3 separate regions of the Mus musculus genome follow, and regions 1 and 2 are each linked to region 3. A link is a contact called in public HiChIP or PLAC-seq data. All regions are on one chromosome and are shown on one strand. The core of a region is the stretch at or near the end of the contact, and the rest is flanking DNA. Distances in the headings are between cores, read along the strand shown.

Region 1 (2,700 bases), core at 133-2,632, 41 kb before region 3:
CCTTCATCAGCTATTACTATAAAGGGTCACATTGAAGAAGGTCATGGAGTGTAGTGAGAAATATTCATCCAGTAAAGAATTATGTACTGGGTACCTTACGACAGACTGGACACCTGAAGAGCTGCTGGAAATAAAAACAAGACAGACGGGGTTTACACCCCTGTAGAAAGACAGGTGACGAAGAGAAGATAATGCCGTGAAGAAAAGGAAGACACACTTTTGACAGTATGCGAGGGCCAGGGTGTATGTATGTGAGGCGACTGTCAAGGCTTAGTTCCAGCCCAGGCCTGGTGGAGGTTGGTGGCCTTGTGCTGAGTAGTTTGTGTGGCCTCAGTTTTCCTCTGCAACATGAGTAAGTCTCACGTACAGTAAATCTCACTGTAACTGCCTAAGATTCTGAGGGTCTAGAGCTGGACTAGAGTCAAATGAAGAGCTCAAAAGACAAGATTCTCTCAGCAATGTTCAGAAGTAAGATGTGTTGATAGGAGCATTAGTGTTATTCAGTTATAGGTCTAGGTGCCGTATTGGTAAATATCTTGATATGAGCATTTAGCAGAGAGAGGGATACAGTTTCTTTAAAAATACTCAAATATTAATTCTCAAATTGTCACCTCTCCATTGATACTGAGTAGTTCTGCCCTAGCTAGTGTATGTCCAATTTTGAGTTCAAAATTATACTTTTGAGTATCAAAAGGGGAAAACAGCACTTTTAATTCAATATGGTAGTCTGAATTCACCATTACCCTTCCTCAAATAAAATTCAATTGAAGCTTTAGGGCAATTAAATTTTAGGACATGGACTAAATTAGCGAGAACAGACAAGTGGTCCACCAGAAAAGCCATTGCAAAGTAGATTTGAAAGACAGAATGGATCATACAGAGAACAGACCATCATAGAAGATGTTGCATTTTCAAAGAACTTGAGAGGAAAGTGGGCTTTTTCTACAATGGAGAAATAGGTGATTGGGTGATACGGAGAGCAAGGGGCAGAGAGAATTCAAGGTGCTGGAAGAAATATCCGGCTTCTTGGGCCAATCCCCTTCCACCACACACAGCAGCTGCATCTGTCCCAAGCAGAGGCTATCGTAGCACTCGACAACAACAAAACACTCATGGAAGTCAGGCTCCAAGACCATGAGCGAGCTAGAGCAGCTCCCTGTATTGTTCCACTTTTTGTCTGCTTGGTGGAGTTCCAGATGGAGAGCCCAGCTCACCTTATCAGTCCATCTGATTCTTATGAATGCACACTTAGTCAGAGCCTGCCCACCACATGCCCGTGCCTGCAACCAGCCCAAGATTCCAAGGACAAGCCTAGATTGGCAGAGGGAAGAGAGGGGCTTTCTCTTTCATCTGTAAATGCTTTCTCTTTCATCTGTAAATGTGACACTGCAGCAGGGAAGGGAGGGGTCAGAGTGAGGTTGCAGTGCCTCTGAGCCCAGTGCCACTCAGCTGTTAAAATATGTGCGAAGAGTTCACAGTAAACATAAAAACAAACAAAACCCAGGCAGACTGTAGAAAGTGAAGGTTGTCCAAGCTTGTGTGGTAAGGACAGCCACTTGGTGTTGGCAGAGCTTTTAAATCTATGTTCCCACATTGATGGCATGCACTATGTCTTCATTCAAGTACTTGTAACAACCTGTGTAGTTTTATCCTGTAGATGATCAGAACAGTTCATCCCCAGCTGCAGGACATAATTTGGAATGATCTGTAGAGAAGTAAATAGATTTTCTCAAAATAAAAGAGGGAAAACATTAAATTTTTTTCAATGTTATTACAACTGAGGTGCCAAACCAAAATGGGCGTGTCTAGAAAATAATATTCTGTCATGCACTGCAGCAGCGTCTAACATTGTGTACCTTGAGCTACTGAAATTCTTGGTGGCTTTTTGTTTATATTTTTATGTATTTTCCATAACAAGAAAAAAAATAAGATTGGCAGGGCTATTTCTGTGAGCTTTTGGAACTCCCCAGGTAGCCTAAAATGAACACATAACCCATCTCTGAAACTGTACCACGCCAGTTCTTCCTTTTGAAAACCAGTGAAGAACACTAGCACTCCGATTCGGGCAGAACAAGCAACATGGTGTAGGGGGCACACACAGGCCATAGTGGTGACGTTACCAGAGTTCAAGGGAGTCTCTTCATGGTCACCAGATGATACGGGTAAATGCAGGGACCCTTGTGGAGTTCCTGGTCTCATTATTAAAAGACTTTAAGAAGTGGACTCAAATGGAAGCTTGGGGGCAGTGTTATTATACCTACAAAGGAAGGGACCCATGGCAGTCACGTTCTAAGTCTCAGGAGCTTCTCAGAGGGGAGAAGAAAAGCTAGGCCATGACACACTTAAGGAATAATTAAAGTCACCACATGGCACCGGACAGCCACATGGCAGGGAGGGAGGCTGTAGACAGAGAAGAGTAAGGAAACAATGTGCCAGAAAAAGTGGCCAGCATCCAAAGTGAAGGAACGGGGAAAGTTGAGTCAGAAAGATGGGCAGACCAAGCTAAACCCCAAGGTGGCTCAGCTCACGGGAATCTGGGCTAGGGGCAGTTAATTCTTGGAAGGAAAAGTATAGTATTTCATGAAAGGAGTAATTAGTAGTTACTCCTCCTATCTCTTTAGCATGGCTTAAGATGAACCCACCCTTCTCGGGCATGTAAACACAGGTAGGATTTGGTTCTCAGAACTGTAGCGTCATAAT
Region 2 (2,700 bases), core at 46-2,545, 63 kb before region 3:
ACAGGACAGCAGGCAGAAGAGCTCCACCATATGGATGGATGGCTTGGATTGTTTGTTTTTTTTTAATAAAATGTTATTTTCCTTCCTTGCAGAAAAAAAGGGGTCTCACTACACAGCCCAAAGTGGCCTACAACTCCTGTAGCCCAGACTGACCTGGACCTCACGACAACCCCCTCTACCTCACCCTCCCGAATGCTACGATGAATCGTGAGCCAACTCGCTTGGTGAAGAATATCTTCTGACTAGCATAAGACATGGCCTTGCCCATCTGGGAACTGGACCTCCACAGCAGGAAAGGAGCGGCAGGAGGCCGGCTGAATCCCTCGCGCGGAGCGTGGCCCTGCCCGCCCCGTCATGGATCACCTGTAGGGATTGGAATCCAACACCTCGTCGCTCATCTCCTGGATGCGGGTCCGGCCGCAGTGGCCGTCCCCTCCAGAGCGCCGGGTTCTCTCCCGGGCGAGTTCCTGCTCCAGCTCCTCAACCCGCTGTCGCAGCCGCTCCACCGAGTCGGCCATGGCTGGGCTCCCGGTGGCCTCCGATCCCAGGCCGGACCGCCGCCGTCGCCGTCGTCGCCGCCTCCCCACGCTGCCTCGCTGGGCCCACGAAGCGCAGGAGGAACAGACACAGCCTTCCAGGTCCAGACACCGGCGAAGCGGCTCCAAGGCTCCCAGTAAGACACGTCTCCGGCACGCCCACCGGGCTTCCGGCGTGCCACTTCCGGTGCGCCGCCGCCATCGCTCCGCTCGGTAAAAAAAAAAAAAAAATAATAATAATAAATAAAAACACTCCTCAAAACACTTAGCTTTCTTCTCTAGAACCAAGACCCAGGTCTCAGCAGAGCCAGCATCATATGTGTCCAGATCAAGTCGACGGCCATTCCGTCTTTCCTATCTAGGAGGCCATGAGAAACACCAGGGTCTTTTAATGCAGGCTCAAGGTTCTGGCGGACTCTCTTCTTGCACGGACCGCACAGGTCTTCCGCTGGCGCGTCCTTAGTCTAGGGTGACAGCTGTTTGTCTTCATTCGCCAGAGTCACGTTTGCGACCTTGTTTTTCTATAAGACTGAGGACTCCAGCTCTGACGCTGAGGGTAAATTCTAAGTCTGGTCCCACAACAGGCAATTCTTTTATTTCTCCACCAGACTCCGAGTCCCAGACTCCGCCTCCCACATGGCTTTGCAGCAACACTGCCCAGAGTCCCGGTGATTGGCTTCTCCTAAGCCCCGCCCGACCACGCCCCCCCCCCCCCCCCCCCAAGTGCCGGTCTCCTTTCTGCCTTGGCGCAACCTCCGTACAGTCTGTGGATTCCTCGGTGACAACAGTGGCGGTCATGGAGACGGATGTCACCAGTGACACCGTGGAAGTGCTACCCCAGCACAAGTTCGACCTCAGGTCCCTGGAGGCCTACCTGAATCAGCACTTGCCGGGCTTTGGGTCAGATTCCCGGGCTGTGCTGACTGTTACTCAATACAGGTATCAACCATAGCCTTTGCCTCCTGGGAACATGTCTGTGCTTGGTGCTTCGCTTCCTTTGGCCCTGGGTGGGTGTCTCATTTGCCCGGTCGGGATTTCTTTCCCTGCAAGGATGCTTCCTGGATAATTTGTACTCGAATCCCAGGCTAGTCTGAATTAGAGGGCAGGAGCAGAGGTGCAGTATCCATTATGCAGTGCAGTCTTGTTAAGGACTAAAATTATGTGTCTAATTCACCGAGAGTGTTGCGGCTGAACACTCTTGAATTCCTAATAGATATCTTCTGTGACCTTCTGTGCTACAATCTAAAGATCAGTTTCTGAGGGGCTGGTGCCATTTTGTTTAATTGACCTTAGTCACCTGGGGCTAGGTTAATAATACCAGCTAAAATATACCAATTCGATTCTAGACATTCCACTTCACTGTTTTTAGCACCACTTAAGGCCTAAGTTCTTGAAGCAAGGGAATTAAACGGGAGGAGGTGACTCCAAGAATACCTTTCCCCACTGACAAGTGAATCTGGTTTTAGTCTGGTGTTTTGTAAATAGAGAGGGTATTTTTTGTTTGGTTTTTGATTTTTGTTTTTTTTTTACTTTTATACAGTTCCAGTATAAAACCATTTCATATGGTTTCAGTAAACTGTGCCTGGCCTTTCTATCTGGGGATTTAACTGTAACATAAATTCAGAGATCAAAGTTCCTTTCCTGTAATATTTGCCTGTATCCATTAGTCTTGATAAAGAAATGAAGTGATTTAGGTGAAAGGACTTAAGCATTGAAATATCCGTGGAGAGGTGGAATAAGTAATAGTTGACACTTCTAAACTTAATACTTTGTGTTGTAAACAGACTGAAGCAGGTCAAAGTTCACATTTCAGTGATTAGTTCACTCTGTGGAATTTGGCCAGCTTATTGTCCTGCTTTCAGATAAAGGTTATATATGTTCACATTACTGTGGTCCTGTGCAGACTTAAAATAATTCTGAATTAAGTTGATGTTCACCAAAATCATGCTCAATACATGAAATTAGTTGTGATACAAAAAAAAGTACTTCTGAAGTCAAACCTAGGGCTACATGGCTTTAATCCCAACAATCTAAAGATCCCTGGAGATTGGAGGCTGAGGAAAAATGATTGTGAATTTGAGGCCAGTCTGGGCTATGTAGCAATCCTTGGTTTCAAACACTATTTTTCCAGGAATGTTATATAATCTTGATTTAACATAGATGT
Region 3 (2,700 bases), core at 82-2,581:
TTTATATAGCCCAGGCTAGCCTCAAACTCACCTTGCTATGTAGCACAGGAAGACCTTGGACTTCTGATGTCCCTCTTGTCCCTAACTCTTAAATCCTGGGCTTGCAGGCATGTGCTATCTTGCCTGGCTTTTATATGCAGTGCTGGAATCAAATTCAGGGCCCCTGTATGCTAGATTGTCACTGTGCCAAAAGAGCTACCCTCAGCCAACTGAAGTGCTTTCTTTTACTTGTCATTTGTAAGGCTGGCCTGATGGTCAGAGTCCCCGGGCTTTTCTTGCCTTGGAAAGCCATTCTCCTTCGTTTCTAAAGGCTGGCTCTGCTGGGCGTTATAATAGTCTTGTATCACAGTTACCTCCTTTTAGGACTTAGAATGCATTCCTTCCTGGCCTATGGGTTTTCTGCTGAGAGCTAAGCTGTTAGTCTAGAAAGGTCACCCCTGCATGTGGCTGTCATTTTCCTCTTGCAGATGCTGCAACTCCTACTTTGCCTTTGTACCTTTGACAGTTTAAGTATATTATGCCATGGTGAAGGTCTTTTCTGATCATGTCTATTTGATGTCCTATTTGTCTTTATTATTTCATTAAATGAATTTTATATCCTCTGAACTTTTTTCCTTGCCTCCGAGTATCCTAAAATGCATTCAGTGTCCCCAGGGCCCCAAATGTACTCTTCCTTTGTGTGCCTGTGTTTCTGTGGAGCAATGCAAAAGGGAGTTGAGAGGAACTTTCTGTCCTTGGGTTCAGTTCCCTCCCAGGCACCAGAGACCCTGACTGGTCAGCATATGCCCATGCCTGGTCCCTCTGCGCCGCTGAGGCCGGGAGCACCAGTCGCAGCAGCCTTCCCTGAGGAAGTCCTTCCACCCAGTGGGGATTACTGCCTAGTCTAAGGCCTTCTGCTCTCACTGTTGGGGTGCCCCCACACAAAGAAAGCCACACCCACTTCTGGCTTTACTTCTGAACTGCCACAATGTCCCCACTCTTGCATGGCCCATAGAAACAGTGGATCTCTCTGATTCTACCACCAAAGTTCTTAGTCACAGGAAAGAATCTCCGCGCCCCCCCCCCCACCATAGTGTCAGCTACCAACCTGACATAGTCCCGAGTTACCTTCGCCTCTGGGTAGCCATCTTGAATCTCCCTGAGCTGAGATCTTTAAAATGGCAGCTTCAGAAGCCTTTGGCCTTTCTCTTCATGTTCCTTTTCCTTGGTTTGGAGTGAGCATGACATGACGGTGTTGTGCTCTCTGATAACTCTGACCCCATTCTCTCAGGTACGCCATCATACGCACCCTGCGCTTGGCAGACGGCCCTGACGAAGTCCACCTCTCAGCGATCGCCAAGATGGAGCTTCAGGACCAAGCCAGACGGTTGACAGCCAGGATGTGATGGAGCAACCCGGGGCACACTCTTGACCAGCTCAAAACTTACATCTCACATCTCTTGAGTAGTTTGAGCACAAGGCTAATTATTCACCCATGGTAAAGATTTTAGCATCTATTTCGATCACTGGGTTTTATAATGTTAAGTAAGGATCACACAGACGTGAGGTAAATAGGAAACCCCATAACTGCCATTGAGTCTGGTGTCTAATGGGTTAGCATTCACTTTATACACATGACCTGTGATGAGGTCACACTGAGAATGGTAGAGCTATTTCTGGAATTCAGCCAAGTGAATAGACACCCCAGGCCTAAATAACCTTGTTCTGAAATACTTGCAGCTGTACCCCTTTTAGCAGTGTTTTGGAGCTTAATTTAGCACCTCAGAGAAAGCAATAGCTTGAAGATTTCGGAGTTCCCAATAAGCCTCTTTCTAACCCAACAGGAAGTAGTTCTGGTGAAATCTCATGCAGGTGAAAGCTCACAAGGAAGTGTAGCCTGTTAGGAGAACAGGCGATCAAGGCCACTTAGGTTACATAGAAAAAGCTGAGGAGATCCGTAACTAATCGGTGCTATGTCAGAGCTCCACAGCTCCCTGGGAGCTGGTCTGATCAGGCGAGACATGTTCTGACAGCTCTGCAGTGCCACTGTGGGTCACCACAGCCCTCTGCATCGAAATGTCACCGGCACAGCAGAGGACAGCCGTTAGCTACAGTTGGAAAGGTTTGAGTTGGTGGTCTGCTTTATCAAGTAAGGATGTTTTGAAATCTCGTCACAAAGAGAAATATTTTAAATCAAAATTTGGCATCCAAATAAACACAGTAAGTGTTTACATACTGGATTTTGAAAACTTAACTGAAAATAATATAAAATATCTACTAGATAATACCTTTACATATTGAGCCTACATCGAATTATATTTTGGAAATACTGTATTGAATAAAATATACCCCAGTCTTCTCTGTTTCTTATTGTCATTTTATGGTGTGAATACCATTGGAAAAATAGCTAGGAAATTTAAAAAATTTTTCAAACCAAATTATTTTCAGTCCTAAAAGTCTTTAACTTTTTCATCAGAAAGTGTGCTCATGGTGTTCGATGGTGTGTGGCCAGAGATCCTGTTTCTTCTTGGGGGCTGTGGAGGGAAAGCCAGGATCTACCACAGGCCTGGACTCAGAGCTGTGTCATGTGGACCTTTCAGCTTGTGCCTCTGGGCCCTCACCTCCCTCTATCTCATTTCCTTTTGATACAGAAAGGCCACCTTTTTAATCTTGGGGGGCTTTTCTGATAGGAGCTGCCATTTAGGAGCAACTTGAAATCTG

The links. HiChIP or PLAC-seq counts read pairs in DNA pulled down with a chosen protein or histone mark.
Region 1: a contact with region 3 is called in an H3K27ac HiChIP or PLAC-seq map of embryonic stem cells, with 15 read pairs. The contact joins the enhancer-like site here to the promoter of Ackr4 in region 3. A contact is called at or near these places in 7 of 39 promoter capture datasets (the C10 cell line, the HPC-7 cell line, cranial neural crest and 4 more), 1 of 15 datasets of contacts at CTCF or cohesin (CD8 T cells), 17 of 484 Hi-C or Micro-C datasets (8-cell embryo, embryonic fibroblasts, embryonic stem cells and 8 more), 3 of 115 datasets of contacts at active chromatin or transcription factors (embryonic fibroblasts and embryonic stem cells) and 3 of 9 other capture datasets (adipose tissue, liver and pancreatic islet).
Region 2: an H3K27ac HiChIP or PLAC-seq map of embryonic stem cells shows a contact between it and region 3, with 13 read pairs. The contact joins the promoter of Acad11 here to the promoter of Ackr4 in region 3. A contact is called at or near these places in 1 of 39 promoter capture datasets (liver), 1 of 15 datasets of contacts at CTCF or cohesin (pro-B cells), 22 of 484 Hi-C or Micro-C datasets (the 3T3-L1 cell line, 3T3-L1-derived adipocytes, Sertoli cells and 7 more), 11 of 115 datasets of contacts at active chromatin or transcription factors (the SCID.adh cell line, bone marrow-derived macrophages, embryonic forebrain and 2 more) and 4 of 9 other capture datasets (adipose tissue, embryonic stem cells, liver and 1 more).

What each region holds. Positions count from the first base shown.
Region 1 is chr9:104,084,644-104,087,343 of GRCm38.p6, forward strand. The region is part of intron 9 of Acad11 (acyl-Coenzyme A dehydrogenase family, member 11); the gene reads left to right. Among named protein-coding and RNA genes, the nearest start is that of Acad11, 22 kb to the left of the region's middle. Within about 2 kb of position 1,383, at least 27 of the 459 cell types and tissues checked have an H3K27ac peak or open chromatin away from gene starts, as enhancers often do. A contact at or near this core is called in embryonic stem cells, morula, stem cell-derived epiblast-like cells and 1 more, where this site is marked.
Region 2 is chr9:104,062,429-104,065,128 of GRCm38.p6, forward strand. It overlaps Acad11 (acyl-Coenzyme A dehydrogenase family, member 11), which reads left to right and starts at 1,296. Exons shown (of 20, transcript NM_175324.4): 1 at 1,296-1,475. The coding sequence starts at 1,333. It overlaps Uba5 (ubiquitin-like modifier activating enzyme 5), which reads right to left and starts at 693. Exons shown (of 12, transcript NM_025692.3): 1 at 364-693. The coding sequence starts at 518.
Region 3 is chr9:104,125,312-104,128,011 of GRCm38.p6, forward strand. Ackr4 (atypical chemokine receptor 4) reads right to left here and starts at 1,332. Exons shown (of 3, transcript NM_145700.2): 1 at 1,108-1,332. It overlaps Acad11 (acyl-Coenzyme A dehydrogenase family, member 11), which reads left to right. Exons shown (of 20, transcript NM_175324.4): 20 at 1,271-2,345. The coding sequence ends at 1,385.